Linked DNA regions of Arachis hypogaea: region 1 is linked to region 2. A link is a contact called in public Hi-C data. All regions are on one chromosome and are shown on one strand. The core of a region is the stretch at or near the end of the contact, and the rest is flanking DNA. Distances in the headings are between cores, read along the strand shown. Region 1 overlaps LOC112733960. Region 2 has its middle 14 kb from the start of LOC112763005.

What was found. Hi-C and Micro-C count contacts between places; a contact is called where the count stands out from the background.
Region 1: a Hi-C map of leaf shows a contact between it and region 2, with 2.7 times the contacts expected there. The contact joins two enhancer-like sites. A contact is called at or near these places in 2 of 8 Hi-C or Micro-C datasets (leaf and an unstated tissue).

What each region holds. Positions count from the first base shown.
Region 1 is chr2:4,440,661-4,443,818 of arahy.Tifrunner.gnm2.J5K5, forward strand. It overlaps LOC112733960, which reads right to left. Exons shown (of 3, transcript XM_025783105.3): 2 at 2,700-3,158; 3 at 2,049-2,602. The coding sequence ends at 2,228. Among protein-coding and RNA genes, the nearest start is that of LOC112733960, 3.3 kb to the right of the region's middle. Within about 2 kb of position 1,426, at least 2 of the 3 cell types and tissues checked have open chromatin away from gene starts, as enhancers often do.
Region 2 is chr2:4,246,795-4,250,062 of arahy.Tifrunner.gnm2.J5K5, forward strand. No RefSeq gene overlaps it. Among protein-coding and RNA genes, the nearest start is that of LOC112763005, 14 kb to the right of the region's middle. Within about 2 kb of position 1,632, at least 3 of the 3 cell types and tissues checked have open chromatin away from gene starts, as enhancers often do.

The DNA.
Region 1 (3,158 bases), core at 176-2,675, 190 kb after region 2:
TCGTGAGAATTGGGGCTTTTGTTTCTCGGTGAAAGGACATTGGAAAATCTGCTGAAATTATAATTTGGCCTCTAAATTATTACGATGACCCGAAAAAAAAAAAACAACGTAGTACTAATATAATAAATTTTTCAAAATCTTTTTTCTTTACTCCTTAATATTAATATAGAGATTGTTATTATTATGGAGAGAGATCAAGTGACTTGGTTACTAAGAAGACCTGGATTATTCAAGAAGTAAAGAAGAATTTATGGAGTTGAAAGTTTTTATAGAGTTGGAAGTTTTAATTTTTTTTGACACCGAAATTTAATCTTTATAAGTAAAAAATAGTACAGTTTAGTTAAAAAGCTATATTTTATATTTTACATTTTTATATAATTAATAATTTATAAGTCAAAAATAGATGTGTGTTTAAGTAGCCATTCTAACCCAATGATAAGAATATCATTTTTTAAACAGAATATTCTGTTATATTAAACATTATTCTCACGGCAGAGACTTAATTAAAAAAAGTTAACGAATAGGGACCCAATTGAAAAGAGAAGAAATACGGAGATCTAATTGAAAATTCGGTGAAAATATAGAAACATGTAGAGTAATTAAACCTCAATTTATCCAGATAAAATGACGTCGTTTTAACGTTAAATTTGTCAAGGCCTATTTATCTTTAAAAAATTTGCTACAATCTAAATTTAAATTAATTTTGTATCGTTATGATATTTATTATATTAGTATTTTTTCTTAATAAATTATCAATTATATGTTATAATTGATAAATATAAACTAATTAATAATACTTGATACATTATTATATATATTAAGTAAATAAAAATAATTGAGAGGATTAAATAGTAAATCTAATTATCTTCCTAACTTTGACACTTATGAAATTTTTTTATATCTCATTAATAAATATTTTTTTTCTTTTAAATTATCAATTTTTTATTTCTATTTTTATCCATTTATTTGGTTTTATGTTCCTTTTATTTCCTCAAATTTTCTCTGTATACTTTTAAAACTTACAAGTATAAAATAGCAAATTATTAATTTCTAAGCCTAGAAAATTGAAATTTTTTTCCAGCGCCATAACCAAATCCTAAATGAACCACAATTATTTGACACATAATAATTGATGTTATTAAAACATTAGTACTACGTTGTTTTTTTTTTTTTTTTGGTCATCGTAGTCATTTAGAGGTCAAGTTATAATTTTAGCAGATTTTCTAATGTCCTTCTACCGAGGAACAAAAGCCCCAATTTCTACAGTATTTTACAGACCCAATCCACTTTCATTATGCAACAATTAATTATCGAATTAATTACCATAAAAATAATAGAAACAGGACTTTTTAGCCTCCACCACAATGCGGCGTAAAATAATAGAAACAGGACTTTTTAGCCTCCACCACAATGCGGCTATGAACGCCGTACCCCCGAAACTGTTTCATTTTTCACACACACAGCAGCTTTATAATACACCACTTCTTATCAGCATCACATGCTGATTTTGAGTGTAAGCACCATAGAATTTTCCAAGAATAAACTACACAAATGTATTCTCTTCCACATTGCAAGCAAAAAAATACCTAATCTGCTATTTTCCAAAGGAAAAAATAGAAAATAAATTAGAAAAAGGGCAAGAGACTATTCCTTGTCCCTGTTCACAGTAATTTCACAACTGTTTTATTTAAAAAACAAGATAACGAGACGGAATTGCTTGCATATTTAGGAAAGAATAATCAACCAAATTTTGGTTCAAAGGAAACACTGGTTTTCAAAGACTTTATTAAAAGTAATGGGAAGATAAATTTGTCTGACAAGAATAATTATAAAAAATTTTTGAAAGAATAAAAAGTTATTATGACCAAAGTATTTGATTCAAAATTCGTGGAGAACCAAGCAAAATATATACATTATTCTATCTGTTATATCTCTAAAATAAAAGAAAAGAATAAATCACTCCCTTTACTACCACATGTCACAAAATTTGATACCTTCTATCTACCAATATGCAACAATATCGAATAAAGGCTACGAGATCAGAGGCATACAAATCACTACAAATTAGTGAGGAATAAGAAGGAATATATTCAGTATTCACACATCAACAAACAAAATTACGAGGATAATATATTCACAAAAATAGTTCTAGGCGTCTAGCATCAACAAACAAAATTCCAATATCCAATTTAAAAATGAAAATAAACAGGTAATTCCTAAAGCTTGTTCAGTTTTGGTCTATAGCCATGTTACTGTGGTCTCCTGGGAGCTGATCTCCTCCAATGCGAATGTCACTGCCACTAAGGTTGGCCACAAGATGTCCATCCTTAATCATGACAGGGCCAGCCTTGGAGAGAAGGTCCAAGCATGGTGGTTGACATCCCACTGGAAGCACGGCTTGACCCTTACAATACCCTGTAAGAAATTGTGCAGCCTTCCAATACCCTGTAAGAAATTGTTCAGTGACATCACTAGGAGCAAATTCAATAAGGCAGGTTCTGATAATCGACACAAGATGTTGAGGTATCAAGGATTGAACACGAGTCTCAGCTAAAGGCCCGAATGTCCACATTTCAAAAGCTTTCCGATAAAGCACAGAAACCTACATTATCCCAATCAAACAATTCAACAAATCAAGATTGACAAAAATCAAACGCGCTAAGAGAAGATCAACCGAAAAGGTAGATGAGGATTCATACAGGACATCCAGCAGAAACTGATACATAACGGGGATGAGGAAAATTGCATTCCAAGTCAGCAACCTGCGCGGTTATTATCTCGCGCAGCATCTGGGTGCAGCTTATTGACAAGTCAATGGTGGCAGATGCCTTCTCAGCCTCATGCGTTAGTATTAAGAACCAATATGAAGCATCATGTAAGGCGTCTATGGCAATGCGCTGGCCTTGGATGGTGGTGAGATCGCAGGAGAGAGCAATGTGGGAGCCGAGGGCTCCCAGGTTGAAGAGAACAGAGGCCTTCTCCAAATGGATGTTGTGCTGAGAAGATTTCTCTTGTGGGTTGAAGGCATTGTACCAAACAAAGATAGGTGGGTTGGATGAGGAAGTCATGGGGAACAAAGGCTCAATCATGCAAAGGCATTTGTAATAGCGGATGAGGCAGTCACGGCGCAAGGGTAGAGAGAGGTCATCACGCAGCAT
Region 2 (3,268 bases), core at 382-2,881:
CCTTAACCGTTTTTTTTCATATTAAAATCGTCATTTTTATTTTTTTTTGGACAAAAATACCCTCACCACTACCAACACAATTACCTCCTCCACCACCACCACCACCACCACCACCAACACCAACACCACCGCCACAACCTCCACCAATACCACCACCAACACCACCACCAGCACCACCACCAATGCCGCCGCCGTCCCCCTCCCCCCTTTCCCCTTCCCCCTCCCCGTCTTCCCTTCCCCCCACCCCGCGTCCCCTCCCCTTCCCCCCACCCCCACCCCCACCCCCACCTCCACCTCCACCTCCACCTCCAAAAATAACAGCATCAACAGAGAAGCAGAAAATCAACAAATCAACACAAATTTAATACAAGTAGAAACAGAAAGCAACAAATCAACAAATCCAACACAAAGCCAAATCAACAAATTCAAGCACAAAGCCAAATCAACAGAGAAGCACAAAGCCAAATCAAAAATTCAAAGCACAAAGAAGCAGATGCAGAAGGCGAAGAGCGACGGCGGCTGGGTAGATCGACGGTGGCAGGAGCATGCATGAACGGCGGCGACACACTCCACGGCTGGGTAGATCGGCAGCTCGGGCTTCCCTTCCCGGTGACGCACTCCACAGTGGTGGCAGAAAGATACATGAAGGGAAGGCGGCGACGTCTTCCTCTGGTCGTGGTTCCGGTGGCGGCTCGTGGGCGGACCGGCGATGGTGGCAGTGGCTATGGACTCCTCCCCTCCCTCCCGCGTTTCCTTTCCCCTCACCCCAACGTGTTTCCTTCCCTCCCCGCCCCCAACGTGTTTCCTTTGCCTCCCTCCCCAAAACGCGTTTTTTTTATTTTTTTAAAATTTTATTTTTTTATTAAAATAGGGGTAGTTTAGGAATTAAATTAAAAATTTTATTTAAAAGGACAATTTTAATACGAAAAAAAACATTAAGGATGATTCTAAATCGAAAATTAGATGAGGGACGGTTTCGATTCTGGTTGAAAACCTTTGGAACCAAAACCATACTTAACCATTCTAATTATTATGTTGATTGCATTAGTTTTGGTATCACTTTCGTGACTCTCCGAGTTATTGAACAGGGGTTCAGTCATTGCTATGTTGCTATAGGTGGCTATTCCAATAAAGATTTAATATCATGTGAAGATATATTATTTTGACCATTAGATGATAGATTGTAGAGCTTGGATTTTATTTGAAGTAAAAGTATTATTTTTATTTAAAGTGTTGCTAAATAAATAAGTTATACTTTTTAAACAAGAATCATCATAAAAAGATGTTTTTGACATCTTCATGGGAGTAGTTGCCTTAAATTTAAGTACAAAATCTTTGAAATGAGTTAACTATAAAGTATGGGAAGAATTTTAAGTGTACCGATATTAATATCGGTGTTCCAAGTCATTTTAACCGGTACACTTGAAATATTTAACTATATACCAATCTGTATAGTGAAATTATTTTCCTTCATTTTGTAATAACCTGTTTTGTTTTATTCGTTCCATATTCCAATCCACCATCCAAGCCCACACTCAAATCTCAACCCAAGCCACTATCTAAACCCACACCCAAGAGAGCTCCCAAACCACCACCCAAACCCAAAACCAAATTAGACCCTAAGCCCACATTCAAACCCCAACCTAACCACCACCCAAGCCCACACCAAATCTCAACCCAAACCTGAATCCAAACCCACATCTAAAGCATCTCCCAAACCACTGTCTAAGTCCAAAAGCAAATCAGCATTCAAATTTCAAACCACCATCCAAGTCCACACCTTAACCACTATCCAGGTCCACACGACCACACCCAAACCACCAGCTCTGTTATGGGGGTCAATCTGGGTTCACTTATTAAATTTTAGGGATCTTTATGAGTTTATTTAATATATATGAAGGGTCACAATGAGTTTCTTATTGTGTAATATATTTAGTTGTTATCTACCTTATTTGCAGATTTATGGTTGGAACTCTTTTACATAGATATTATCAATCTCATTAACTTTATTCTGAAAGAATTTGAGTAGATGTTACAAAGTTTTTATTTGCATGGATATATGTACCATAATTTTCTCCCACTATCAAAATGAGGCATGATTGATTAAGTTTTTTCTGTATTTATTGTAGGATTTGATCCCAACTGTGCCTGAGCTGATGTCAGGAGTACACCATAGCTTCTGTGTTTAGCATTTATAAAAAAAAATTAAATAAACGCTGGAAAGAGCAGGAACCTACTATGGGAATATGCTAGAAAAATATAATCCTAGCAACTTGGACAGAAGAGCCAACCTAAGTCCCACCTTAAAGTTATAGGGTACAATTTGGGTTAAATAAATTTTGGAATGTTCAATTGTTTTCGGAAGTCAAATTTTAAAGACTATTTTGAGTATTAATTTAATCAAAACTTAAACCCTAATCTGTTTCTACGAGTATGCTCTCCTATACCCTCCCCTATGTAACCATCAAATTTCATTTTAAAATTTACAATATAATCATTACATTAATTCATACATAAATTGAAATTTAAACATAATATTGATAAATATCAAATAACAATAAATTAAGAAACTAATGTTTAGTCACTAAATAAATTTAATGCAATATCAAGAAATTGCAACATTACAATATAGCATCAAAATAAATCACACTAGATATAAATGGGTATTCAATTTATTAATCTTTGTCATTTTTCAACAGTTTATCATTATTACTAGTTTGGAATAATGCAATTGCCTTTTTATATTTTTCTGTTAGTCTTATTTGATTGCTTTTTTATTTTTTTATTTTTATATATTTAATTATTTACATTATTTATTATTATTTATTATATTTATATGTAATTATACGTTATTTGTTTGTTTAATTCTTTTATTATTTAACTATTTAATTATAATTTTATATTATTAATATTACAATGTTAGTATTATTGTTCTAAATTTTAAATATCTTATTTTAAATTGAAATATAACTTTTATATTTCATAAAAATTATAAATTATAATTTACATTTTTTGCTAAATATATCTTTAATTATTAAAATTTATTTGGCCATTTGAATTATAATCCCTCTTAATAATTAGTCTAGCTCCACTCCTATTGATTAAGGTTAGGTTTAAAAAGTACAATGGTGCGCAATGTTATGGAACCCATCAAACCGGCAACTTATTGTAATGGGGATTGTAATTTTTTTGGTTAATATCCTAACATAGTATATTGAATAGTTTTGAAAGGCACCATGATGTGTAGAGTGTCATGAAACTCGCGGAG